Linked DNA regions of Mus musculus: all the other regions are linked to region 3. A link is a contact called in public HiChIP or PLAC-seq and promoter capture Hi-C data. All regions are on one chromosome and are shown on one strand. The core of a region is the stretch at or near the end of the contact, and the rest is flanking DNA. Distances in the headings are between cores, read along the strand shown.

Evidence for each region. Promoter capture Hi-C pulls out the DNA fragments that hold promoters and counts their contacts. HiChIP or PLAC-seq counts read pairs in DNA pulled down with a chosen protein or histone mark.
Region 1: an H3K27ac HiChIP or PLAC-seq map of bone marrow-derived dendritic cells shows a contact between it and region 3, with 6 times the contacts expected there. The contact joins the enhancer-like site here to the promoter of Hbp1 in region 3. A contact is called at or near these places in 3 of 39 promoter capture datasets (hippocampal neurons and liver) and 1 of 115 datasets of contacts at active chromatin or transcription factors (bone marrow-derived dendritic cells).
Region 2: a promoter capture Hi-C map of liver shows a contact between it and region 3, with 3 times the contacts expected there. The contact joins the enhancer-like site here to the promoter of Hbp1 in region 3. A contact is called at or near these places in 7 of 39 promoter capture datasets (the C10 cell line, cranial neural crest, hippocampal neurons and 2 more) and 2 of 115 datasets of contacts at active chromatin or transcription factors (embryonic stem cells and stem cell-derived neural progenitor cells).
Region 4: a promoter capture Hi-C map of liver shows a contact between it and region 3, with 5 times the contacts expected there. The contact joins the promoter of Sypl here to the promoter of Hbp1 in region 3. A contact is called at or near these places in 6 of 39 promoter capture datasets (the C10 cell line, the HPC-7 cell line, hippocampal neurons and 2 more), 5 of 484 Hi-C or Micro-C datasets (LSK cells, embryonic stem cells, nephron progenitors and 1 more), 6 of 115 datasets of contacts at active chromatin or transcription factors (the 230-238 cell line, astrocytes, cardiomyocytes and 3 more) and 1 of 9 other capture datasets (liver).
Region 5: a contact with region 3 is called in a promoter capture Hi-C map of liver, with 4 times the contacts expected there. The contact joins the promoter of Sntg2 here to the promoter of Hbp1 in region 3. A contact is called at or near these places in 2 of 39 promoter capture datasets (both in liver).
Region 6: a contact with region 3 is called in an H3K27ac HiChIP or PLAC-seq map of extraembryonic endoderm stem cells, with 9 times the contacts expected there. The contact joins the promoter of Tmem18 here to the promoter of Hbp1 in region 3. A contact is called at or near these places in 1 of 39 promoter capture datasets (the C10 cell line), 1 of 484 Hi-C or Micro-C datasets (muscle stem cells) and 2 of 115 datasets of contacts at active chromatin or transcription factors (astrocytes and extraembryonic endoderm stem cells).

What each region holds. Positions count from the first base shown.
Region 1 is chr12:33,168,449-33,172,926 of GRCm38.p6, forward strand. The region is part of intron 2 of Atxn7l1 (ataxin 7-like 1); the gene reads left to right. Among named protein-coding and RNA genes, the nearest start is that of F730043M19Rik, 23 kb to the left of the region's middle. Within about 2 kb of position 1,818, at least 79 of the 459 cell types and tissues checked have an H3K27ac peak or open chromatin away from gene starts, as enhancers often do. A contact at or near this core is called in bone marrow-derived dendritic cells, where this site is marked.
Region 2 is chr12:32,998,519-33,003,101 of GRCm38.p6, forward strand. The region is part of intron 2 of Gm40874 (a long non-coding RNA gene); the gene reads left to right. It also overlaps the pseudogene Gm24922. Among named protein-coding and RNA genes, the nearest start is that of Gm40874, 4.8 kb to the left of the region's middle. Within about 2 kb of position 1,968, at least 27 of the 459 cell types and tissues checked have an H3K27ac peak or open chromatin away from gene starts, as enhancers often do.
Region 3 is chr12:31,947,944-31,952,553 of GRCm38.p6, forward strand. It overlaps Hbp1 (high mobility group box transcription factor 1), which reads right to left and starts at 2,302. Exons shown (of 11, transcript NM_153198.3): 1 at 2,253-2,302. The coding sequence starts at 2,267.
Region 4 is chr12:32,951,883-32,955,975 of GRCm38.p6, forward strand. It overlaps Sypl (synaptophysin-like protein), which reads left to right and starts at 2,304. Exons shown (of 5, transcript NM_198710.3): 1 at 2,304-2,477. The coding sequence starts at 2,409. It overlaps 4933406C10Rik (RIKEN cDNA 4933406C10 gene), which reads right to left and starts at 1,907. Exons shown (of 6, transcript NR_044986.1): 1 at 1,623-1,907; 2 at 1,316-1,489.
Region 5 is chr12:30,371,828-30,376,461 of GRCm38.p6, forward strand. It overlaps Sntg2 (syntrophin, gamma 2), which reads right to left and starts at 1,548. Exons shown (of 17, transcript NM_172951.3): 1 at 1,331-1,548. The coding sequence starts at 1,402.
Region 6 is chr12:30,581,603-30,586,204 of GRCm38.p6, forward strand. Tmem18 (transmembrane protein 18) reads left to right here and starts at 2,841. Exons shown (of 5, transcript NM_172049.2): 1 at 2,841-2,960; 2 at 3,868-3,988. The coding sequence starts at 2,904.

The DNA.
Region 1 (4,478 bases), core at 568-3,067, 1.2 Mb after region 3:
TCATAAGCACCAAAATATGCAACGAATACTATCATCTAAGTCTACAGCATTTTTATTTTTATTACCTCCAAGGAAATAGGATATTACTACCAGAATCTTACCAGTATCCCACTAGGCTCTGGCAGTAGATTGTTCTGTTCTGGGCATTTTGTAAAAATAGACCTATAAAATATATGGCCTTTTATGTGTGGTTTCATTCACTGAATAGTTTCAAGTTCCTCTATGTTGTAGTATGTATCAGTACTTTGTTCCTCATTTCAAGTAAGTAGTATTCCATTGTAGGATATATCATATCATGCTATCCACACACCAGGTGATGAATATTTGTTATGCCCACCTTTGAGCTATTATGAGTTATAGTATAAAATACTTACATACCGGACTTTTGGTTTGCTTTGGGTTTCTGTGTGGACATACATTTTTGGGTTGCGGCAACATATCTTTCTGACTTTTTGAGCAACTGTCAGATGGTTTTTCCAAAGCAACTGCCTGGATCTCCATTCACACCAGCTATGCGTTTTCCACATCTTACCATCATTTGTTATTGTCCTTTTGTTGTTGTTGTTGTTGTTTTGTTTGTTTGTTTTTGAGACAGGGTTTCTCTGTATAGCCCTGGCTGTCCTGGAACTCACTTTGTAGACCAGGCTGGCCTCGAACTCAGAAATCCATCTGCCTCTGCCTCCTGCCTCTGCCTCCAGTCCTTTTTTTAAAAAAGCATGGTCATCCTGGTGGGTGAGGGGTAGAGTCCCGCAGTGACTTTGATCTCTGTTTCCCTAATAGCTAGCCATGCTTGCAGCCTTTCATTCTGCTCATTGGCACAAGCAGCAGCCTTCTTTGAAATTCTTTTTAAGTGCTTTGCCAGGTTGGGCTGTTTCTCTTTGTCTGTGATTTTACTTTTTGTGTGTGGTTGTGCCCTGTCTTCTTGAAGGTGCACTGAAGCACATGGGCTTTTTATTTCTGTGCCTGCCCAGGGATCAACTATTTCTTTTGCTGCTGGTGATGTATGCATCATTTTGCATTTACACCTGTATTCTTTTCCAAAGGTGTTGTGGCTGCAGCACACACATTTCCATCACCACTTCGTGTTGAGGTCCGGTTGCTTCTGTAGGTGGTAGGAGGCCCTGGCCTGAGTCTGTTCCTTTCCCTGTGTCTGTCCAGTTGTCTAACACGATTGTCAAAGGTTATGACTTTCCTCATTGACAAGATTTGCTTCTGGACTCAGTCTACCCTGGTGATCTGTTTGTTTAGTCTTAGGCAAAGTTTTTGAGATTAGGAAATCTGTGCTTTCCTGTGATGTGGTGCTGCAGGGTGGTTCTGGCTTAAGACAGTACAAGACCATTGGATCTCTATATGGATTTCAGGGTCATTTTGCAGTTTCGGAAAGAAGAAAACAAAGGCAGCTGAGATTCTCAGAGAGGCCATGTTGTACCTGTGTGCCAGTTGAGGCACTTGGACCGCTGTTTTAGTGGTTTTTCCGTCGCTGAGTTAAAATTACTTGCGGTAGCCGACTTATAAGATGGACTTGTGGTTTGAGAGGGTCAACCATGCTTAGTCACTCTTGGGCCAGTGAAGAGGCAGCTCATCATGGGGCTTTAGGGGGTGGGGTGAGAACATTGCAGCTAGCCACCTGTGGCAGCTAGGAGGCAAACAAACCTAGGTTCCAGTATTTTCTGACAGGGCATACCTCTAACTCCCTTCCCAGTAGTGCCTCATTACATACATGGGCCTCCGGGGCACATTCAGAGTCCACATTGTAGCCCCTGTCCTGACACTAGAACTTTCCATGTAGGCGTGGGTGTCAGAGGCTTGCGTTCTGGCCTTCAGTTCCTCATTTCTGTCATCTGTGTGTGCAGTTTCCACAGGCAAGACCACACTACTGGAGTTAAACTTATTCATAAGTGTCTTGTGTTTGTATCGCAATGGTCAATGGAATCTTAATTTCACTTTCTGATTGCTCATGACTAGGACATAGAAACACATACAGCTGGTTGTGTCTCTACTTGGAGACTTAGGAATTTCCTTCCTTTGCAAGGTTGTCTGCGTGTAAGACAATGAGTGTTGTTTACAACAAGTGGGCTTGCTTTTCTTCTTTCCGGTTGTCCTGTGGAGAATCCCCAGTGTGACACTACACAGAAGTGTTGAGCGTGGAATCCTTGTCATAAGCCTGTTTCTGAGGAGAAAGCTTTCCGTCTTTCCCTGTGAAGTATGCTTTGCACTGTGGGCTTCTCAGAACTCCCCTTCCTCATGTGGGCAGAGCCCCATCTGCTCCTTGCGAATGGTGGTTCTTCTCTTGAAGGTTGCTGGATTTTTGTCCTGTGCGCTTTCCGCATCCATCCATACGGTGGCATGGTTTTGTTATTCATTCTACTAATAAAGTGCTTTACTTGGACTGCTTTCCATAGGTTGAACCACTGGCACATTGCCAGGATGGATTCCATGGCTTGGTGATGTCTGATCCTGTTACTGAGTGCGCTGTGGTAGAATTTGGTCGAGGATCTGTACACCTGCCTTTTCTTGGCTTATGATGTCGTTGGACTCAGAGTTGGAAAGTGTTCCGTGTGACTCACTCTTAGTGACTAGAACATGACAAAAGTGACATCGGAGGCTGGGTCACTGTGGGTCTCTTGACTTCTACATTTCCTGGAACACTTACTGTTTGCTTTCTTTCTTGGAATCTATCTGCTAGTCTGTGAGAAGCCTAAGCCATTTAGGGCGTAGGTACTCTGGTAACAGCACTGACGGATCTTCATTCCAGTGATACCCAGCCTCACTGCTCAGCCACGTGGGTGGGTTCTTCACCCAGCCCAGCGGATCTGTTATGTGACCCAAAGGAAATCTGTCCAGGTGGGTCTACGTGGTCCACAGGAGAGATCATAATGGTTTTAGGACACAGAGAATGGGGATCATTCACTAAACAACGACAGAGCAAAAATCCATGAGCTTCAGCCATCTTTTAAACAAACCTTTCTGTAAGAACACTGAAAGTAGGCTGAGGGGTATTTTTCTTTTTGCCTGTTTCCAGCAAAATCACCATCTGACCAGAAGGCAGCAGTGAAAGGAAAGAGGGATGTCCCAGCTGGTGGGACACCACACCTGGGTGGCCAAGGATGTCCTTTTTTTGATTTCGGATTTTATTTGCTTATTGAGACAGAATCTCACACGTTCCCCAGCTGGACTTGAACTTTCTATGACTCTGAAGATGACATGGAACCCCTGTTCCTCTCCCTTACCTCCCAAGCGCTGAGATTATAGGCCTGTGCCTTCATGGTCCGTTTATCTGGCGCCCAGAATCAAAGCTTTATGCGTTCCGGGTAAGCACACTCTACCAACTGAGCCACATCTCCAGCCCCCCTCTCCTTTTCCCCTTTGAAACAGGGGCTCAGGTAGACAAGGGTGGCCTTGGACTTGCTGTGCAACTGAGGATGACCTTAACAGTGGTGGGAAAGCACGTACTGAGAAGTGAATCTCTCTGCCGGACTTCAGAGAGGTTTTGCTTTAGCATGGGACCAACCATAAAACTGGCTTTGCATCTAAGCCACCTGCTCCTTCACCCTCCTACGTGTACCTGTGGTGTGACAGCTCTCTGTGCCTTGCCAGTCTTATTAAGTCTATAGTGTTTTATTAGCTGATCCCCCCCTCACCCTAACTTCCTGCTGGTCTCAGCCACAGGAGAAAGCAGCTGAAAGGCCCTGAAGAGACAGGCATAACCTGGTCGCCAGCACCAGGACCAGAGTGGGGAGGGCCACAGGCACGTGGGAGAGCTTGATAGGCCACATATAGGCCTTCCCAAGTCCACACCAACCTGACAGGCCACCATTTGACAGTGCCATTTGGGAACTAACTAAGCAAATCTGTCGCTTTGAGTGCTTGGATGTTAGCTTTCCTTGCTGTGATCTATGTGTTGGTAAACCCTATCCTTTATTTAAAGAAAACAAAGGGCCTATAATTCATATACTGTTCTATCAATTTTCATGATTTTGACTATGCATCTCAAAACCACAGCAAGATATCACTCCATATCTGCTAGGATGGATAGATACGAACTAATGTGCATCTTTTTTCTTTAAAGAATAATGAAAAGTGTAAGTATTGTAACAGGGAAGTTCACAGTAGCACAAAGGTAGACTCAGTCACATGTCTATAAAGCAGTGACTGGGTAATCAGAAAATGTGGTTCATCCCTAGAAAAAAAGGAAGACCTGACACTTGCTACATTGTAGACACATCTCAAAAACCTTGTGGGAGTGAAGGGAAGACGTAGTCCCCTTACTATATATAATGTTTCTAGGAACTGTCCTACTAGAGTAGGGCGATTTAGAGGGATAGATAGAGAATAGATTCAAGGTTGTCAGGGCCTGGGCAAAGAGAGGAACTGGTGAACGTGGAATTCCTTTTTGGAATGGTAAAAACATTCTGGAATTGCACAGTGGTGATGTTTGTACACATTGCCAATTGTGCCCTTTCAAGTGGCTCAAATGA
Region 2 (4,583 bases), core at 718-3,217, 1.1 Mb after region 3:
ACCAAGTATTTTCATCTAGTTTGTTCCTTTTGCGCTTCATGTAAACAGGACAACACACATGGCTATTTGTTGCCTTGTGTTTTAGTATGCTTCTTCCTTCTCTCAGCATAATTACTGTGAGGTTCACACTTCTGTGAGTCTCGGGAATTTGCTTTCTGTAACAGCTGTAATCTTCCTTTGTATCAACATACCAAGATTTGTCTACCATTTCCTGTTGATGGGTGGGCATGGGGGTTGTTTGGTCTAAAACTGCACTCGACTTTCTTGTACAAGTCTTTTTGTGTCTACTCACTTTGCATGCATGTGTTTGTGCCTGTGTGGTGTGTGTGTTGGGGGGGGGGAGTTTCGTGTGTGTGTGTGTGTGTGTGTGTGTGTGTGTGTGTGTGTGTGTGTGTGGCCCGAGGATGCGAGGGCAACCACAAGTGCTGCTCCTTCCCAGGAGCTGTCACCTTCTTTCTTGGTACTGAATCTCTCCTCGGATCCAGGGCTTGCCCATTAAGTTAGACTGTCTTGATCTGCTTGTCCCCACCTACTTCCCATTGCTATTATAAGAACACATCACCCACATGGCTTTTTACACAGATGCTGAGGGTCAAATTTCACCAAGTGAGCTGTTTCTCTAGTTCCTGTTGATCACTTTTGATCATTGCATGGAGGCTGCAGATTTTTTTGTGTGTGTTTTTTAAATTTTATTTTAAATTTATCATCATCATCATCATCAATGTGTGTGTGTGTGTGTGTGTGTGTGTGTGTAGATAGTATATGTGTCACAGAGGGCATGTATAGGTCAGAGGGTGACTTTGTATAGTCAGTTCTCTCCTTCCAACTTTATGTGGGTCATCAGGCTTCTGTGACATGCACTCTCACTCCTTGAATCATCTTGCTGGCCCATGTGAATGTTACTAAGGGGAGCCCTGGCAGCCCTAGGACAATAGCTGCTCTTGGTCTGCGGTAGCCTGGAGAGCACTGTATAGGAACTCAGTTGCCACTGACCCAGATGATGTCAGATTGCTCTGCCACTTAGGCTTTATTGGGAAAAAGAGGATTTGAGAGGAAAGATACAAAAGATTTTAAATGGTCATTTTGTTTTTTTTTCTCCCCTCCTCTTTTATTGTTGTTAGTTTGTTTTTCTAGACAGGGTTTCTCTGTGTTGCCCTGGCTGTCCTGGAACTCACTCTGTAGACCAGTATGGCCTCAAACTCAAAGAGATCTGCCTCTGCCTCTCTGCCTCTCTGCCTCTCTCTCTGCCTCTCTCTCTGCCTCTCTCTGCCTCTCTCTCTGCCTCTCTGCCTCTCTCTGCCTCTCTGCCTCTCTCTCTGCCTCTCTGCCTCTCTCTCTGCCTCTCTGCCTCTCTGCCTCTCTCTCTGCCTCTCTGCCTCTCTCTGCCTCTCTGCCTCTCTGCTTCTGCCTCTGATGTGGCTGGCGCAGCCTTAATCATGTGGGTGTTGTTAGGCCCGAGGGCCTCTTCCATCCTTGTCAAGGGGAGTGCTAAGCGTCAAGGGGAGTGCTAAGCTTCTCTGTTTTCATTCATTTTTCTCTTTTTTCCCCTCCCCCTCTTATTCAACACTTTTTTCCCCCTTTGAGACAGAGTCTCACACTGTAACCTAAGCTGGCCTCAAACTCAGCAGTCAAGTCTGGGATTTCAGGTGGGTGCCACCATGCATAGCTTCAAGATATCATTTTTGTGTGCCTACAAAGGACTTTGCATTCTTTTGGTGGCAGGGAGAAGGGAGACAGTATCTCTTCACATCGCCCTGGCTATCCCGGAGCTCACTAGGTAGACCAGGCTGGCCTCTGACTTTGTGGCTCAGGAGTTTGCATTCTTAACCAGGACCAGGAGAATGGTGAGATAGGATATGAATCCAGGAAATCAACAATGACCTAAGGAAGTGACATTGAGCCACCTACAGCATGAGGCCCCGAGTAAAGGCTCTCCTACATTATACTTGGAGGACGTCCTCACATCCATGAGATCACCATTCATCACCGTTAAGCATCATTTCCCAGAACTGAGATAAGAGAGGGACTCTCCCTAATTTCTGCAAAGAATTCTGTGTTTCCCAAGTGATTCTCATCTCCATGGCAACACTGCTAGTAAATACCCACTTTCCTAATACTAGCCTCCTCAGGCATTGCAGGCTTCAGACGATCAGCTGGTCACTGATTAAGAAATTGCTATGTGTGGGTACCACATGAAGCAGCTCATACTAATTTTAACTTAACCTGTACCCAGAGACACAGCTTTTATTCTTCCTCTCTAATCAACAAAGAAACAGAAACACAGACAGGTGGGTAACCCACCCAAAGACACACAGCAGAGCCACGATATGATCTCATATATTTCTGGCCCTTTGGCCTAGCACTTATGGGGAGGGCTAAGAAGTATAACCCCAGCTTGGCCAGAGCGGGATGGTTTGGAGACAGCAACCACATCCTTCACCTCCTGCAAGTTCTATTGAGCCTACACCCCTCCTCCTCAAACAGATCTACACCTGGCCTCGGATGGCAGAGCCAACATGATTTCCTATGTTCTACCTTTGGAGGATAGCCAATCCGTCTTCCTGTAATGAGAAGAGCTTATTTAGAGAAAATCCTCCAAAGAAAGAGTCACAGAGAGAGTCTCATCATTTAGGAAAACAAGTGGCTTAGCCAGGAATGGTGGCAATGCCAAGAATCCCAGCATTCAAGAAGCAGAAGCAGGAGAAACCTGAGTTTGAGACTCACCTGGGCTATGCAGAGAGTCCTTCTCTCAAAGAAAGAAAAAGAAAACAGGAAGTGTATAAGTGAATATTTTCTGTATTACATGGAACAATCTGCAGTCAGTATGAGGCTGGGAGAAGCAGTTCAGGGGAATGAACAGACATTCTATAGATCATTTCAGGAAGGAATCCCACTCATCCTGAACACAGGACTTCAAGTTTAAACAGGAAGCTTTGGAGGCAAGGAAAGGGCCAGGAGACAAAGGTAAAAGAAGGTGTCTCTCCCCTAGTGTCAAACTCAGCATTTAGACATACCTCAGGGCACCCAAGGTGAGGCCATGTTTCAGACATGGTTGGGGTCCTCTCATCTTTAAGTGAATTGAAGGTACTAAGGCCAATGGAACCCTTTTCTGAAACCCCACTCCAGAATCCTTGAAGCTGATACCTGTGATGCCATCTAAGGTGCAGGAACCTGATTTGCTTTCTCCACCAATTAAAGAATTAAAAGGCAGGAAAGAGTTTGAAAGTTAAACAAAGCCAAAGTCTATCCAAAGTAAAGCAGCAAGTGCAGAAGCCGACTCTTGTGAAAGGAGGGGATGGAGCCCAAAGGAGTCCTGTTGGGGTGCCAGCTGACACCTGGACATCAGAATCCCCTGGAGGTTCAAGTCTCATGATCAGACTCAAACAATCTCTAGGACAATGTCAGTAGTGTTTAAAAGTTAACCCCCAGGGCACGCAGGCAGTGAATGTAGGTGGCTACACAGAGGAGGAGGATGGAGAAGAGAAGGAAAAGGCCACACTGTTTCAGTTACACTGGCTTGGAGGTCAGATGCAGCAGACACACAGCCACGTGGCAAGGAGGAAGGCTGTAGAATAAGGAAGCCCAAAGTACCAGACAACATTAAAGACAAGCAAGCAAGCAAACAAAAACCAAGAGACAGAGTAAAGAAAAAAAAAATAAAACAAAAAAAACGGGTTGCTAGAAAGGTGGACAGATCCAACCAAACCTCACGGCTTCCCACTGGGGATTGTACTCATAGGAGGGAATTCTGGGATAGAAAGTGCAGCATCTCTTTAACTACTCCACCTATCGATTTAGCCTGGCTTAAAGTGGGCCTGCTTCCCTAGAGGCAGCCCCTTAGCCAGATGATCGACCTCACTGACTGAATTCACTTTTTTTTTTCCTGTCTTGAGTAGCTTGTCTCTACCAAGGCTGAAGATTTCATTCTCTTGAGTAGAATGAACCAGTTTTCCCTTAATGTTCTGTCAGACAGACAAGAAGTTGCTCTGGTTGGAGGCTCGGGGTTGGTTCTAGTAGACAGCAACTTCAGGGAAGGAGTCAGGAGAGCCAGAATGGGATGCTCAGTATGGGTGACCACAAAGTCAGGCGCCCCAGGAGCAGAGATTCCGTCCATTCCTGTGAACAGTGGGGACACGTCTAATAAAATGCTAACTCCGGGGGCCCTGGACAAAGGGAAAGGGCTTGGATTGCTAGTCTGCCCTATAGCGTGGAAGCTTTGAGGAGAGTGAAAGCAGCTGCTGGCTGGGCCAGTGGGCTTGGCATCCGTGGGCCACACAAATGCTGGAGGAAGAGGGGCAGCCCAGGCTCGGCGCCCTGAGGTCTGTCCCTTAGCTGGCCAGAACCACAGGCCCCACCCTTCGATGCCTGATGATGGAGGTAGAGGGAGATTCTTGACTGAGTGAAGAGTCCACCCTTGACTGAGCTAAATAGCCTCTTCAACATGAGCATGAATGTCAGGCTAAATCGATAGGTGGAGTAGTTAAAGAGATGCTGCACTTTCTATCCCAGAATTCCCTCCCATGAGTACAGTCCCCAGTGGGAAGCTGTGAGGTTTGGTTGGATCTGTCGCTATTGGCATGGGA
Region 3 (4,610 bases), core at 1,052-3,551:
TCTATACAGTGAGTTACAGATCACCAAACAAGCAAGGCAGCATTTCTATAGCAGCGTTAATAGCTTTTTATTTTCAAGGATTGCTAAGGATGGAAGACTGACAGGAATTCAAGGCCAGCCTGGATTAGACATCAGACTCTTCAGGACAGGTAGTTCAATGAAGACTATGCCATCTGTCTTCTCTCTCTCTCTCTCTCTCTCTCTCTCTCACACACACACACACACACACACACACACACACACACTGAAGTAACCAAAAAAAGTAAAAAAAAAAAAATGCTCTAATAAGGTTAAATTTTAAATTTCACTCTTTTTTTCAAGTAGCCCTGGCTGGTCTGGAACTCAGTATGTGTCCAAGGTCATGACCCATTTTTCTGCTTATACCTCCCAAGTGCTGGGGTTACAGACCAGGTATGGGTTTAAAAAATTCTAACTTCCATAATGAAAATGTAATATAAAGTATGACCAGGAGTAAAGTAAATGCAGAACAAAATATGAAAGTACACGGAATTATTACTGACTTTGGGTAGTAACAATTGAAATGATTCAAATTTTCTGAATTATGAGATTTGTTTTCCCCTTCTTGTACACATGTGAAATTTAAAACACAGAAACCATCTGCCGTTGTTTTATTAGCAGTTGGGGAATAACAGGAGAACTTGTAAGAGAGTACTGACATCTTTATTTCCAGCCGATACACAGACCAGATTGTGGTGCACACAAAGAACCTTCAGGCCCAGAGTCTAAAGATAAAATACAATAGTGATAATCTGACGGTATATTAAGAGCGGAACAAACTGCCTTTCAAGTTCACTTGAGAAATGTATGACAAAAAAAAAAAAAAACACTGAGAGGGCATCCTTGTATTTAAGTCAGGGAAGTTAACAAAGGAAGGGCTTTCCCAGGAAGAAAAGATAAATAGGTTTATAAAACTAAACTGGGAGCTATAATAGAAAAAAATTTAAAAAGGTTCTGAAATTTACTAGTCGAGTTGAAGTAATGTTCAAAAGCCTAAGGTATCTCGAAAACTTGTCTTAAGTTTTCTTTTTTCAATGTAACTCCACTTCCCCCAATACTCTTGGTTCGACAAAGCTGGGGTTAAAGGGAGAGGTGAAACACCGGAACCAAAACACAAAATTACGGCTCCAAATCACCGCTGTAACTACTTAAGTATTTATAATTGCTAAAATCATTCTTCGACTGTAACCCATCCTAAACCCCCGCCCCTCTCCCTAGAGAATAAAGCTCCCTTAAGCCCAACTGAGTCCCCCCCAGCAGGTACAAAGTGCCAGGAACCGTGTCCCGCCCAGCTGTCAGTGCCTTCGCCGGCTGAGAAGTCCCAGGGAGTGAACTCCGGAGCGCTCAGCGCCGGGAGCACGCGAAAGCGAGGCTCGGGAAGCCGGCTGCGCCCCAACTCCTTTTTGTTTTGTTTAAATCGGCCTGCAGAGGGAGGAGCCGGGCCTCGCCCGCGGGCCTAGTCGCCGGGTCAGGCCGAGCAGCGCCTCCCGGAGCCGGCCAAGTCCACCCCCACCTCTTTCGCCATTCATCGCTTCCTCCCCTCCCCCCCATCATGTGACCGCAGCCTGGACGCCAGGCTTGTTTTTCCCCCTTAGCGCAGCCCCACCGCGCACCGCGCAGGCGCCTCGGAGCCCATTCATTCGAACTGCGTAACAATGAGCCCCGGGCCCGACGGCTCCGCGAGCTCCCCCGCCCGGCCCGGGCCCCGGAGGCAGCTTCGCCTCCCCGGAGCCCCCGGCCCGCTGGAGCTCGCGGCCGGCGTCCGCCCTCGGCCCCCGCAGCGGGGAGTGGCGAGGCAAACTTTCCGGAGCCCTCCGGAGCGCCAGGCCCCTCCCCTGCCCCGGCCCCTTCCCCGCCGGCCCCCACCGCGAGCGCCACCGAGCCCCGAGCTCCGCCACCCCCACCACCCCGAGTCCTGGGAGCCGCGGCCGTCCAGGCTCGGAGAGCTCCCGGGAGGCCCGGACGGCGGGTTCCGCGCAGGGGATCCAGTGCCCAGAGTCCCAAGGGTCTCCGCTCTCGCGGCCGCTGCCCGGCCCCGAAGCTCCAGCCCCTCCCTTGCCCACCCCCCACCCCTCAGAAACCCCGCGACCACACAGAGTCAGGACGCAGGCCGTCTGTCGCGACAGCGTCGCCAGCTGCTTGCCTGCGCGTTTCCCGACGGCTGCCCACCTCTCTGTGGCGCGCCGCGACTCCCACCGCCGCGTTTACTCCTCAGCCGAAACTTTCCTACTTACCAAACCCGTCGCCATTACCAAGTCTTTCAAGCTTCGTCTTCCCCCTCCCCTGAAGCCCCCGGGGGGCTGAGCCTTCGTCCACCTTTCTCGTCTTTAATTGGTCTGAAGAACTGCCACTCTAAGGTTCCGCCTTTCCATTGGAAAGTGCCGTAGTCCGTCTCGGTGGGCGGGCATGTATTGACTTTTCTCTTGTGTTTACTGGAGAAGGTGGCTTGTCAATCACTACAGAAAGCGCTTTGGATTGGATTGCTGCCGAGACACGGGGGACGGGAGCCAAACTTTGCTATCGAAGTGGATTGTGGGTTAGTAGTCTCAGCCTTGCTCCTTAGCTGAGGAAATTACCGGGGGGGAGGAGCTGACTGAACTACATATCCCAGAGGTACGCGCACAACGCAGTCTTGATAGTAAACAAGAGTCATAGGGACACGTGTATCAGCTCGTTTGTTTTGGTGTCTGAGACAAAAGGGAGGGGGCGGAGGATAGGAGTGTTTTAAAGCCAGGGCCACCTCTCTTCCTTTAGGCCTCCCAGAGGGCCTAGAGCGTCCTTGGTTGGGTATTTCAGCACCCATTCCAGGCCATAAACAGCAGAGTCGCTTGCTGCTCAAAGTTTGGCTGGTGGCCAAGGTATTGTTTTAGTGCGAGGGGAAGAAGATGACTGCACAAGCGGAAGCAGTGCAGGCTAGCCAGGGACTTGATCACTTACAAATCACGGCCCAAGCACGTTGGGGATTACAAAAGTTGATTCAGTACTGCCCTCCCTTAGCAGATGAGCTAGACAGATTTTTTTTTTTTTTTTTTTTTAAACTTAACCAGCCCTTGACTCAATACGCCGCCAACAACAACTGGGGAAGATTTACCAGTGTCCAGTTTGACCAGAATTAGTTGAGACACAGCCAAGTGCCATGTACTGTAGGGTTTAAGAATGAGACAGTATCGGACTCAAGAATTTATACAGCTGTTTAGAGTACTGGACTATTGCTTTGAATTTGAGGCATTCGAAGCGATGTTTCCTTATTGGCCTACATTTTCTTTTAAATTAATACAGAGGAGTGTAGATAGACTGTATTTGTCCGAAGTTAGTTGCTAGGTTACTTGTGTCTTTGGTGAATATTTTTAACTGTCTCTCCCTCCCTAAGCGTTCAGACAGAAAACTGCCTTTCCACTCTGTTTCTACTAGAAGTTCCTCCTGATTTTTCTAAGGGAGTTACCAAAAGTGGGGAATGGCTTTTCTGTGTTAGTTGCTTCCTTTTAAAGGAGGTTGCTCATAGCATCTGGGTGCAGTCAGTCTGTAATTGGCATTTTTACTATTCACATTATAAGCATTACTATAGGCATTATTGAGCTTTTTTTCTTTGAACATGAAGTGTTTAATCATGTAGGGTATGGATTAGGTTTTATTTCTTCCTATTACTAGAAATGTGCTGAAATTGAGAAAGAAAGGAGTACGAATTCTGCTCAAGTCAATTTAGGGAAGAGCTCGAGGTCATCTTTCAAAACTGCCCGCATTTCTAGACCTGAAAGCTACAGAACAAAACCAGTAAACAAAAGATTTACTGGTACATGGTTGAAACAAGGTTTCAAATTCCTTTGAGTTCTGCTTTTGGACTCTTGAAGTGGAAACTATTTCTAAAATAGCCGGCCCAAGTGAGCAGGGATTGATACTCTGCTCACAAATATTCTGTTCACAAGCATTGTTTTCCTCAAAATAATCCAGAGGAAAACCCTCCCAAAATGCCTGACCCCCACCCCCGAGTAAAAAAGTAAGACCCTAGTGTACAACTTTCAGATACTGTAGAGTGATCCCAAAAAGCATGACCGTGCTTCACTCATTTCGTGTTTGTGGTACTTCTGTAGTGGAATTCCAGCAAGACCCATAACTTAAAAACAGAAACACCAATATTAATTTCTTAACTAAACAATAGTAGCCTCTATTCTTGGAGTATGCTTAATATTTTAAAACTAGTGCCTGTGATATTCATATGTTCTCAAAACTAAAAGGTTGTGTTTCCAAAACTGAAAGCTTGAAAGCTTGGGCCACTGACTTACCCGGTCCTCATGAGCATGTATGTAAACTCCAACACCAACTTCCCCTGATACTTAGGAAAAGAGGTGGGGGGGGGGGGGGCTGGGGCTGGGGGGTCCAAACGTAAAAACACTCTCCAGGACTTTCCAGGTTTTACCAAAAGCCGTAGTGGGTTGGATTGTTTTGTTTTGTTTTGTTTTGCTTTTAGCTGTAAATTACCAGGGTGGGAAGAATAAATTTGACTTCAGATAAAGGTATTGCATGTTAATTATGATGTCTTACTAACTGTAGATGTTTCCCATTCATTCATATATTTAATACTATTTATTGACTCC
Region 4 (4,093 bases), core at 1,054-3,553, 1.0 Mb after region 3:
GTAACTCCTTCCATGGGTGTTTTGTTCCCAATTCTGAGGAGGGGCATAGTGTCCTCACTTCAGTCTTCATTCTTCTTGAGTTTCATGTGTTTAGCAAATTGTATCTTATATCTCGGGTATACTAAGTTTCTGGGCTAATATCCACTTATCAGTGAGTACAGGGGGTCTAGCGTTAAGAGACAAATCTGTGATTAGCTCAGAGTGTTGGGTATAATTTATTTAAAACAAACAGTTGTGCTTGTCCAGTGTTGGTAGGTATAGTCCTTAGGCTACATCAGAGGACGTTCAGGCTCACTCAGTGTGCTGAGTCAGGATACTCTGGTGTTGTAAGCTCCTCTGGTATTGCAGCCTTACCCCCCCCCCCCCACACACACACACACACACAACTGCTCTTAGGTGGTCTTGCCTACTTTTAGTAGTGCAGGATAAGATGACACAGAACAGAAAGCAGCAGAGACTGGAAAGCAGTGGCGGCAAAATGGCACACACAGAAGTAGCAGGTACCCTGTGTCTAAGGCGGCAGAAGTGAACAGTCCTAGCAGCTGAGGTAGAGAGCCAAGACTAACGGATAAAACCTTATAATCAGCCAGAGAAGAGCAAGGGCAGGCCCTGGCACCACAAGAGCTCCAGATAGCTGTTAAGCCTTCAGGGCCAAAGGTCTCATCCTGGGCCAAGAGCTGCCAAGGGTTGAGGAACCCCAGTGTTCTAGACTTACAAACCGGAACATTTGTAAGGTTGAGTTATGAGGGCTGCAACACTAGAGGGTGCCACTTGCTGCTGCTTCTGTCGGGATTCAGCCACCACTCACTGCTGCCTGACAGAAATGAAGGCTACAAGAGACCAGCTCCTCACTTGCTTCCCCTGCCTATCCTTCCCACAATTCCTATCCAACTGTGCAGTCAAGCAAACCTCAGCCAGCTGCCTGGTGACAGGACTACAGGAACAAACCATGGGAGTACAAATTGTTTCAGACCTCTCAGCTCTATAAAGTTGCAAGATGAGCATTATCCCATCCTGTTAGCATCTATTTCATTTTGAAATTACATTGAATATATTTTTGGCTATTTTGTATAATTCTACTTTGAATACTTTTTCCTTTGAAGCACAGCTAAGTGATTTACTTGTGGGTTCCTATCCAACAGGTCTCAGCAGAAAATAACTTTTTTTTTTTAAGACTTAAAGAGAAATGCTGAGTGGAATACACGGAAATAAGAGTGAAGGAAGGAGGAAGTGTTAGCTTGGTAGTAACTGTTCATGGGTAGTGGTCAGTTCTAATGGAATACTCCACTGACATTTAGGAAATATAAATAAGTACCTGGGAGCTGGAACTAGGATCCTCTGTGGCAAAGATCTTCCTTCGATGTTGGTGTTATCTCACCATGCATGAAGACAGGCCACTATCCCAACCCTCCAAAAAAGGCCAGGCACAAGGAAGCCAGAGAAGAGATGTCTAGATTGGTCCCATTCTGGTGGCAGGAGGGAGTGTTCCCTAAGACAAATCATGAAAGATGAGTTAACTTGACCCCCCCCCACTCCCCCGCCCCCCCCCAAAAAAAAACGGCACGAAATACAGGCCTCGCCAAACGGGGATAGAGGTGGAGAGATGAGTTGTCCTGTGAGACCTGTCAAGCCATGATCTCAAATGGGTGGTCTTTCTCCTACTCTGGCTCCAACAACTTTGCGATGTCTGCGGAAATGTTTGGTGAATCATACGTTCAAGCACCCTTACATAAGGCAGGTTCGCCAGACGGCCGCAGTTTTGCAATAACTATGACTTTAAGGGCCCTGAACACGAGCTTTGAAGTGAGGCTTTGTCTGTGTACACACTTGACACATTTGCCCAAAAGTTCAGAGCACTGGGAAGAAAACGGGCCGTTGTGAGGGCGGGCAGTCACAGCCACAAAAGGGCATAGCAACCAGAACGCCACCGAGGTGGAGGGCCGTGCTGCGCAGGCGCAGCTGTCCCCCGACCCCACCCACCCCCGTCGCGCGCTCGCAAAGGCCGGAAAAGAGTCTGGGGCCTAGGGAGCGCGCGTGCGCGTTAGAGACAGAGCTAGGCTTTGGGGAAGGGGGCGCGGCACACGCATGGCTTCCAAAGCCAACATGGTTCGTCAGCGGTTCAGCCGGCTGAGTCAGGTGCGGCCGGGGGAGGAGCCAGCCCTTCCCAGTCCCTCCTCGGCCTGGTCTCGGCTCGCCCTCTCTGTCTCCTGGGCGCGGACTCAACGGCCGCCCGGCCCCGCCTTAAAGGCCAGGCCGTCCCGCCCCGATGCCCCTTCGTCCCCACCCCTCCGGCCCCGCCCCCAGCCCCGCCGGCTCCGCCTCCCGCTCTCGCCGCGGAGTCGCTCCGGTCTCGCCGCTCCCCTCCTCCGCCCCGCGTCCTGACTCTCTTCCCTCCTTTCCCTCAGAGGATGTCCGCCTTCCAGATCAACCTCAACCCGCTCAAGGAGCCGCTCGGCTTCATCAAGATCCTCGAGTGGGTGAGTGCAGCTTGCGACGCCGACCTCGCCCGGTCCAGCGCGGGGCGCCTTGCCGGGAGGCGGGGACGCGGTCGTGAGGGAGTCCCCCACGCTCGAAGGCCGCGGGGCGGAGATGGCGGCCGGCGTCGAGTCGAGTCGCCGGTGTGGGCGGCTTCTCCCGGCCGCCCCTAGCCGCGGAGGCGTGGAAGCTCGCTCGCTTTTTTTTCTCAGGCTCCACTGCCATCCGCAAAGGAAGACAGGATTTCCTGCTGCGGTCCAACTGATACCGACCGCCCGGAGGCCCGCGGCTTCCGCGGGCGAGGCTAGACCTGGGTTGCGCCCTTCGCTGGCGGCGGGTATGGGCTCCTGTTAAAAATAGTGTGTGTCAGAGAAGCCGAGGCAAAGCCCTTGCCCCGACGCATTAAATTGTCGGCCCATTTAACGCCTGGCCTGGACGTCGAGATTGTTTATAGCAACATCCTGCTTGGAAAGTCAGCTTTCTGCCCTTTCCTGCCAAGCAATCATTAACATCAAAGGAGACTTACAAGTTAGACCTTGTCACGTGCAGCTAGTTTATCAAGCTCTGCGATTTTCCTTCAAACTTAGCGGCCCACTATAGTTGGGTGCTGACTTGAAGAGTTAATGTAAGCACTTGGCATTTATTTGCCCCGTGTGCAGTCAGGTAGTGTTTCGTAGCCGATAACGTTTAATTCCTTCACAGTTCATGTTGAGGGTGAAAAATAAGAACTCTCCGGTTTCGTGCGTGTGTTTTAACGAAGAGCTTGAAGTTCTCCGATGACTGATGACTGCTCGCTCTGATTTTTGTATTTACACTTTATGCCTTCAATTTTGTGAAAACTGAAATGCTGCTCTTGCAACTGGCAAAAGACACGTGACTTTCTGTGCAACCCTAAGTTTAGAAGAAGGTTGTTATTTTAATTCCAAAAGTCATAGGGGAGAAATCAAAGAAATGTGTGTTAAGAATGAACCTTACATTTAGTCTCATTGAATGTTACAATTCAGTTTAATAATTTAGATTTTCACTTAAGTAAGAGGCAGCTTATATCTTTTCTTGAATATTTTAAAGTAGGAGTAATTTTGTTGTGTGCTGAAATTATCTTTAAGTTTCTTAAAATAATACTTTGAGTTTGAAAACCTTTTATTACACAGGCAGTAAGTTTGTAGTAAGACTATAGAGTGTTAATGGTGTAGTGAGTATTTACCCAACAAATATTTGAGTAGGTAGCATATACCAGCACTGTGCTAAATGCCAGCTTACAGATGTGAATCAAACTCTTTTTCTCATGATCATTCAAGGATGTAATGGAGACTATAAAAATGCCATATGGTAAATTGTGTGTTAGAGATACTTGTAAAGTAGTAGGTTAGACAGGAAAGCATCATTGGGGAAGACTTTATAGATGGAAGAATATTTGAAGAGTGAGTACTAGTGAGCTAGGGATTGGCTTTCTAGGCAAATAGAGTCCTGTTAGTGGGAGGAAAAGTTGAAGCAGCCTATGTAAGTAGGTTTTTGCTTGGATGAACATACTGGGCAAAAGTATGGTTCTAAATGATTATAACAAGTTCAAAGCCCTTGTTCCTTCTGAGGGTAGTCATGAAAAACTGGTCCTATGTGT
Region 5 (4,634 bases), core at 298-2,797, 1.6 Mb before region 3:
TTTGAAGACTTCTGTGTCATGCATGCACTTAAAACTGAAGTCTGCCAAAACTCACGGAGAGGTTCAAAGTAAAACAAATCACTTCAAGTCTTCCTCTAATGGTAACCGTTACTAACAAGACTTGTTGCAAGAACATTCCCAAAATGCACTGTGGGAGGACATTCTATTCAAGTCCTGAGAGATATACACCAGAGAGCCAGTGGCACTTGCTTTCTTCTATTTCCAGGTAATCTAAGTGGATTTCCTAAGGTATGAGTCCCATCTGCTGTACTTGGGTAACTACTCACATTACAAAGTATTAAAAAATAATTAAAACAAACAAAAAACCCAAATCCCACCACATTCCACCCAAAATGTGGACGATGTTGAGGGACTCTGTAGGATGGTTCAGTTTGCAAAGCAGATACACTGGTCTTGACACATTAAACATACCACTGTGCACTAGCTATTTCTGAAGCCTTGTGACTGGACAGTTAGCAGCCACTCCAGCCTACAGTCTTAGAAACCTTTGTTACCCTAAAAGGACCTTATTCTCCTGTAGTGCTGAAGGCTTGGGCTCTTGAGCAAAGTTAAAAAGGAGGCGTGACTGCACCCCAGGACACACGCACACAGCTTCCTAAGGCCATGATAAACAGCTGCTGGCTTGCACCCTCTCCAGAACACTTGGCTGAGCTGTGTGGGTGGCAACTTGAAGGTTTCCAAGAACTTTCCGTTTTTGTTTAAATCAACATTTCAGGGTTTTGTCAATCAATAGTTTCGTTTCTTTTAAAAATAGGGGGGTGGGTGGGTAGGACCTAGAATAGACTTTTAAAAACATGTTGCAAAGTTGGCCCATCAGCATTCTCTTGGTTTCTGGGCGATACTGAGCTGGTGGCCCAAGCGATAGACAGAGGCAGTTGGCACCACACCTCATCAAGGGGACAACAAGAAGCCCTGCATAGTGCCTGAGTGGCTGCCAGAGCCCTGCCTACGACCAGAGAGACCACTCCTTGGAAGAAATACTGGACAGAGCCCAAACCCCATGGTCTGGAAGCCTTAGTTACCACGCTGTAAAGGAAAGCACCTGTGCCCCATGACCCAGATGTTAAAGATAAGAAAATAAAAACCTGCACGCTGTAACTGTGAGGCAAGGAAGACAAGATTGCGGTGCCCAGGGGCTAGTGTTATCCACTATGCCCAGGGCCCAGAGCCAACCCCCGCCCACAAGAGCCACCCGGAAAGGGGGATACAAGGACTCAAGAAAGGAGGAGGCGCTGGGAGAGGAGGGTAGGCAGGGAGACTGAAGGGACTCAGAGGTTGAGGAAGAGGGCCTCCAGGGGACCCCACTCACCCGCGCGGGCACCAGTAGGTGACTAGGACGCCCGCGGGGGGCGGCCAGGGACTGCGATCCCTCGGCGCTCATCGCCGCCCACGCGGCTAGGCGTGCGCTTCGGGCTCCGGAGCTCCTAAGTCCAGCGCCAGCACGGCGCCCGCGCCCCTCTGTGGACGGGCTGGGGCGGACAGAGCCAGCAGCCACTGCGCTAGCAAGCAGGGCAGGCACGGAACCCCGCCCACCTCCCAGCAGCCCGGCCCCTACTACTCTGCTCACCGCCCACCAAGCCCCGCCCATTACCATCAAGCCACGCCTCATGCCCGGTAACCCCGCCCATCAGCTCTGCCCTTCCACCTCCTGTCAGTGAGGGGTGAACTGGTTTGTGAGCTGGTTGCCACCTCCTTGCTGAGACCATCACTTCCCCCACCTCGGTCAGCAAAGTAGAAAGCTGAAACAAGCTCAGATGCGCGCATCCCTTAGGGTTGGAAGGCTAACCGGGCACCTGGGTCATGGGGGACCAGGAAGCTATTACCAGTGGATTCTGGTGATACCTTCACTGTAGCCACTTCTGCTGGCAAAGCTTCTTAGATTCTGAGTGTAGTGGTACTTTGTCCTGACAACAGCCTTGGGTCCTTTTGGTGTCTCCGGACTTCCACACAGTAGCCTAGACTGGCTACCCTAAGGACCCACTTTCTGGGAAAAATGAGAGCATATGAACATACTAAGTCCTTCAGCCTCAGTGGTCTCCATTCCTGTATGTCTGTCTTTTCCTCTCTTGGCATCTGCTTAGGCTCCAGTTCCCATCTGAGGGCAGCTTGGGATCTGTACCCCTAATTTCACTCTGCCTCCCACAAAGGGCTCCAGCTTAGTCACCAGTCCCAGTTAAGAACGTCTCTTATTTGACCAAATTTGTAACAAAAGAAATGTCATAAAAGTGATATTGGGTTTTATAGATTCATATCATACTAGTATAAATGTAAATAAAAATTAGTCTGGGCTAAAAGTCTATGCCTGTCTGCACCCTCACCCAAGGGTTGCCAATACTTAACTAAAAAGCAAACATATTTTCCTCCCTCTTCAGGTCTTATACCTCAGCCCCATCACTCACAGGCATGTATGTGCCAGTGGACAGCACCCCGCGATGCTTATCTTTACTGCTGCACTATTAGGAAAGACTGGCAGTCTAATGTGGGGTTTTCATGGCCCACAATGGACAAACAAACCATGCACAGCTAAAACCTGAGCAGCCCTGGGCTTGTGACCCAGCAGTACAGGAGCAAAGCTTTCCACATTCCCAAGTCTTATTTAGCACCTGCCTACAATTCTGCGGCTTTGGTTCATGGACAAAGAGGGTTATGACCATCTTTTTATGCTTTCCCAGTATAAAAAGCGAGCCTTAGATGACTGGATAAAAAAATGTTTAGCAATTTTTGTTTGTAGAAAAACCTAGCATAAGAATGAGGTCATGCAACTCATTTGAGGTTGCGTCTTGCAAAGTAGATGGGTTCAATCTCTGAGAAATCAGAGCTCTAAAGATAGACTTCTTACAAAGGGAAGACTCATCCCATAGTCTGAAGGAGAGACAAGCATGTAGTTATTCATCATGTTAGAGTTGGTAGACTGCATATTAGTTCAAATTTTGCAAGTAGAAAACGACTTGGGCATCCTTTGCTGAAACCTAAGCTAATCATTAATTTGGTGAATTCTGTGTCTTTCTTGGTGCTCATTGGAGCCCTGTCTGTACTCATTCTGTTTCTTGATTCAGGATAGGTGACGTGCACCGGGGCTGCCTTGGGAAACTATACAGTTCAGGCTTGAATTGTAATTTCTCAGATTTTGTGCATCAAGAGCTAGGGTTGCTCGTAAGAGTTCTGCTACTTCATTTCCAAAACAGTGGGGATCCAGTTCACAAAAGTTAACAGTAAAACACTGACCATCCAAAAAAAAAAAATCTGAGCAGGCCTATGTGGTGTGAATTTCCTACAGTTTGACTCAGAAGTTTCCATGGTGCAAGTAGAGTTGTTTCCGGAATGTTCCCCAAAGTGAGTCACTGTCTCCTTAACTATTACCTCCAGTTAGCAGAAACACTGTAAATGTCTCACACAGCCATGGTGACAGGAAAGCCACGGCACTGAGAACCGGGTGAAGCTGGTGCATTGCACCTACAGTCGGGAAGAAGGAAGAGATGAATACTCGGTGCTCAAGTAAATTGCTCCCTTTTATTCAGTCCACGACTCCACGGCGTGCACTGATGCAAGCCGCATTCAGAGCGGGTCTTCCCACCTCACTTAAATCAATATGGAAACTCCCTCACTAACATGCTCAGATGTCAGAATGCAGTCCAGGAATGGAGTCTCCTGTGAGGAGAAGTCTGGGTGCTTGTGGGAGCACCACAAAGAAAATAAGACAAGAGACTGGCAACCTCAGTTTCTTCAAAACAAGGAATTGTTCCTGGGATGTGTTTCTGTGCTTCTGGGTGTAGTAGATAGCAGTGAGTCTCTGCAGATGACTTATTACGTCTTGCTGCTCTAACTCAATTAAATATTGATGCCTCTATGGGAAAACATGGGTTTTTTGCCACATGACCTTTGTCCCTGTGACTGGATACAGCTTGAATTCATGAGAATGTTACCCACATGACTTTTCTTTCCTCTCAGAGTGTAAATTGTCTGGGGCTCTGTATAAAGTTGGCTATTGAGACCTTAGTCCACCTCATTTATTGGCTTTATTCTCCCAGATCTCACAGCCTCTGGAGCAGTGACACCCACAGTTTGTCTTCCAGAGGTGGTTCTGCTTTCTTCCAAGCAGATAGTCAGTATTAACCACACGATATGCTCACCCCATTTCTCTGAAGCAAGGAGAGGAGGCTGTCAGTGGTCTTGGTCCTATTGTCTGCATCAGAGGGACACAGCAAATGTCTAAAAGACTAACCATGAGGCCTGCCTACTAATAGCTAAAAGTACCTTCTGTAATGCCACCCCAGGGACCCTGTCTTTGACACATGGGCCTAAGGGGGATACTCAAAACCAAACTGTAGTCCCATCCCTCCGTTGGAAGCTTATGCTTCCATATCAGATTTTTTTTTTGCTAATATAGCAAAGACTGATTCAAATTATACAGATGTTTCTAATAATGTCCATTCTCTTTTGCTTTCTTTGGCTCCAGATCTAGCTCTGGGTCATGTGTTACTATGCCAGGAATTGCTTCAGTCTTGATATTTTGGGTTTGATTGAACTCTTTCCCTCATTTGGTTTATTAATATATACTTTTAGGGCTATCACAATACATTAGACTAGAAAGCATGATGCTACATCTGCCTCAA
Region 6 (4,602 bases), core at 1,591-4,090, 1.4 Mb before region 3:
AAGAGGTGAAAGTGAGCAGCCAGGGGACTCCAAAGGCCTGGATGACTGTGAGGACACCATGGCATCAGAGCCAAAGGGCTGGGGGACAAAGGGAGGAGCGCTGAGAAAAGAAGACAGGGCCTGGCCAGAAGAGGAGGGCCTGGCCTGACAATGGAAGGGGTAAGGGGTCTCAAGGGCAAAGGACAGCTGTGAAGTGTTCACACGAAGCACTTGAGAAGTCTTGTCTGTGTTGAGAGATCTCTAGCTGTGGCATAAAGAACTGTCTGTGAGACAGAAGCCTGCGGCAGGGACACAGTACAGGTGTAGAGGAAATCGTAGACTTCAGGTACCTCGAAATGAAGGTAAGAGTCCTCATGTGCTGCCTGTGGAGGAGTTTGAGCTGGGGCAAGCCAGGGAAAGCAATGCAGATCGCTTAATAATAGGTACTCATGGCTGACTCCACAGCCTAGGAATTCAGTCCCATGTCACCATCATGGATGCTTTTAATTTCCTTGGTTGCAAATTGGCCAGAAGGGTGGACCCCATCACCATGACAGAGCAACTACAGTTACTCTTCATTTCATATCCTCACTGATGTCGGTCCAAAAATCATCAGGAATAGCTAACCCACACACCAACTCTAAACAAATGACACTAAAACCACTGAATAGGGAGGGTCCTCGGCTGGGTATCGTGGACACGCCCTGTGTTCCTTAAAGCACAACTTTAGAGCACATCCAAATGACCTTGACACCACCACCAGCTTCTCCTCCCACTCCTCCTCCCCCACCCCTCCTCCTCCTCTTCTTTTTCTTCCCCATTTCCATACCTTTGGTGAAGAGGCATACTTTGGGTGGAGCACATACCTGAGAAGCAGAGTAGCCCAAATCTGAAAAGTACAGAGGAGGTAACAAAGACAGCCTGGGCGTGCCTCTGGGAGAGAGGAGGAAGCCTTAGGTTGGGCAATGCTAAATGGATGGAGGATATTGGACTACTACATCAGAGCCCATTAAACGGTGAAGAAGACAGACTATGACTGTCACTGTTCAGACTAGTGGAGGTGGCTATGGCATCAGTGATCACACCACCAAGGGAAAGAGCAAGCCCTGATCATATGACAGAGGCCATGCACGTGTGCACAGGTTTATGTTCTGACATAAAGACTTAGAATCCTGGGTCCTCACTGTTTACACGAGCAGTTAGGAGAACTTCACACATGAACTAATTGTGTTTAACAGCCTCCTGTGGATTGACTTAAAACCATTAAACAATGCATTACCAGTTCATATTCCATGGCCTGCCCCTTCTCCAATAACATGTGTAAAAGTAAGATGGCTCAGTCTGCATGATCGTGGATACTCCAAACTGTCCAGTGTTATGTCACCCTTGAGCAATCTACCACCCCAGAATTGGGATAGCATCGCCAGCCACACAAGGTTACTAGGGCCATGTTTATCCCATAGATCCATAGAAACACCACTATCTTTGTCTATTCTAGATCAATGAGTTAGGATGTGAATGGCCAAGGGGAAGAATACTGTGCCCATCCTACATCTGCAAGTACTGACTGTATATTCATTGCTGGCCTTGGGGGCAGATACCATATGCACCAGTCTACTGGATAGGGCTGCTTCACTATGTCCTATTGATGGAATGTCTATCTCGGTTTCGTGGGACAGGAATCCTGTGGTACAGACACCATTGGCAGCCCATTTCTCTGGGTAAGGGCTGTGTGGATTATAGGATTCAGCTGCTATCTATCCAGCATGGTGAGACCTGACACTATATTCATCCTGGGACTTTTTATTTCATTTTATTTACATCCCAAACGCTACCCCCTTCAGGTCACCCCTCACAGAGACCCTTTCCCACCTTCCCTATCTCCTCTGAGAGGGTGAGCCCCCACTGGGTATTCCCCCAACCCTGGTGCATCAAGTCTCTGCCAGATTAGTCACATCCTCTCCCACTGAGGCCTGTTGGGCTATGGATACCACAGTCAGGCTACAGCTTTAGGAGAGCCTCTGCCCCAGTTGTGTGTGTGTGTGTGTGTGTGTGTGTGTGTGTGTGTGTGTGTGTGTGTGTGCACATGGAGACTGAGCTGCGCCTTTGCTGTTTATGTTTCAGGGGCCTTGGTCCATCCCATGTGTGTTCTTTGGTTGGCAGCTCAGTTTCTGAGAGTTCCCAGAGGTCCAGGTTAGTTACTCTTTTGGCCCTCATGTGGGGTTCCCAGCCCCTTAAAGACCTTCAATCCTTCCCCCAACTCTTCCATAAAAGTCTCCGACCTCAGTCCAGTGTTTGGCTGTGGGTCTCTGCATCTGTCTCAGTCAGCTGCTGGCTGGAGCCTCTCAGAGGACAGCTATGCTAGACTCCTGTCCCCAAGCATAGCAGGGTATCATTAATAGTGTCAGGGATTGGTGCTTGCCCATAGGATGGGTCTCAAGTTGGGCTGGTTATTGGTTGGCCATTCCTCCAGTCTCTGCTTCATCTTTGTGCCTGCATTTCTTTTAGGCAAGACAAATTTGAGGTGAAAAGTTTTGTGGGTGGGTTGGTGTCCTTATCCCACTGGGGTAGAAGTGGGATTCCTGCCGGCTGCCTGGCGGGCTACTGGAGCAAGGATGCCATCGGACCCTGGCAAACTCTCCCCAGCCGCCGGCTGCATCTGTGGAACCCACGAACCCTCCGCTTTCTGGGCAGTCTGGAAGAAACAGAACTAGGTGAGCACGTTGACACTTCTTACAGAAATGCACTACTGCAATAACGAAAGTTGGACGCTCTTTTAAAAAAAAAAAAAAAAAAAAAGTCAGAACTCTCGCGAGAAGAGCCAAGCGCCAGGTTCGTACCCGTAGATCTCGCGAGAAGTCTAAGCGCCTTTCCCGGCTGTCGGAAGCTGCGGACTCGTCCCGGCTGTTGGGATCCCTGGCGCGATGTCGTCCGCATACTCAGTCCGATCCTTCCCAGTCAGCATCCCTGCGGTGATCATGGTAACTCGCAGGCTCTAAGTGGCGCCGGCGTTTGGTGGGGTTTGCTAGTTCTTGCGAGAACTGCGCAGGGGCGGGCGGGCTGCCTGAAGCCGCTCCCTGCTCCGCTGGATGGGGCAGCTCCCGGGTGCGCACCGGCCGTCCTCTGAGTCCCCAACACCAGTGTTCACCCCGGTGGCGTCTTAGCGCCATACATTGACTTCCCTGCCAGTGTCTGGAGAGACTCTCAAGTGCGCTGTCTTTCCGATGTGGCACAGAAGAGATGAGCGTTACCCAGTAACTGGACTTCAAGCTGTCCCCAAGAGCTTTAGGGCTCCAGATAGAGGAGCTGGTCTTGCCTTGCGGAGCCGTGCCCTTGGAAAATGGCATGGGAAGCTCTAAGAAGTCGGGACTAGGAACTTAATATTAGTTGGAGACAGAATCAGAAAGATTGGAGCCTTGGGGACTGTACTTAAGACCCCAAAGCACACTAGCCGGCTGCATGGTGCAGAAGTGTCAGGGACAGTCAGCTCTGCAGGTTAGGATGGCTCTCATTTCCAGACCTCCATGCACAGAGGAGCTTGGTGTACGCAGCTTCACACATTCCAAGTTAACATGACTTTACTTAGCTCGTTAGTTTAGTTGATAATAACCCTCTAGATTTCACCCAGTCCAAAGAGGCAAGTGGACAGTAGTTTCCATCCTGTGTGCTCAGACTTTAAAATCTTTATATAAAAATCTGTGACTGTGTTTGCAATTGAGGCATCGCTGTTTCCTCTCGCTTGCTCCTGCTTGTCTGAGAGTTCTGGTTGTATACAAACACCAATGGAAGACCCCCAAACTCAATGGAAGGGACCAGTAGCTCCCACTCCCCACAGGAAAGCAGTTTCGTTTCGCTGCCCTCCAGGTTTCTAACGCTATCTCCTCACAGGAGACAGACTGGACAGAGCCGTGGCTCCTAGGACTCCTTGCCTTCCACCTGCTGTGCCTCCTTCTCACTTGCTTCTCCTCACAGAGGTATAAGCTACAGATCGGGCACTTCCTGTGTCTGGGTGAGTAGGAGAACCTTGAATCCCTCTGCTCACTCTCATTGCTGCGATACTGCCCCTGGGTTTGTTTGCGTTGTGTTTTCACAGCGTTTCCCAAGCCTTCATTTCTATATGGAGATCATGAAGTAATCTTTGGACATGTTCTAGGTTGGTCACTAAGGATGCCAAACATCTGTACACTAAGATGTTGATTCTCTTATGCTGACTCTTACACAGATAATTCCTGCTTTGAGTTCAGTGCAATTTATCTCTCATGTAGATGTTTTCTTGCTGGGGTTAGTCCCATACTGCCTGCTCTGGAAATCAGACTATGCATATAATATTACTTTTGGTTATTTTTAAAGATAATGGCTTTAGGAATTCTATGTAGGGATTAATTAGGTACGTGAAATGGAGAAAGATAGAGTCTTTATTGCACAGAAACAGGCACACAGTAAAAGTTCTGGTACTTGGCCAAATGGGGACATTCACTATTTTGGGCCCCTCAGTTGGGTCAGAAGGATACAAAGTAAAATGTCAGGAAGAAAAGATGAGTAACAGCTGACTGGCCTAGGTGTGAGGTCTGGCCCCAGTGAAAATAAGTGTTCAGAGCCCCCAAAATACAGGGTGGGACATGG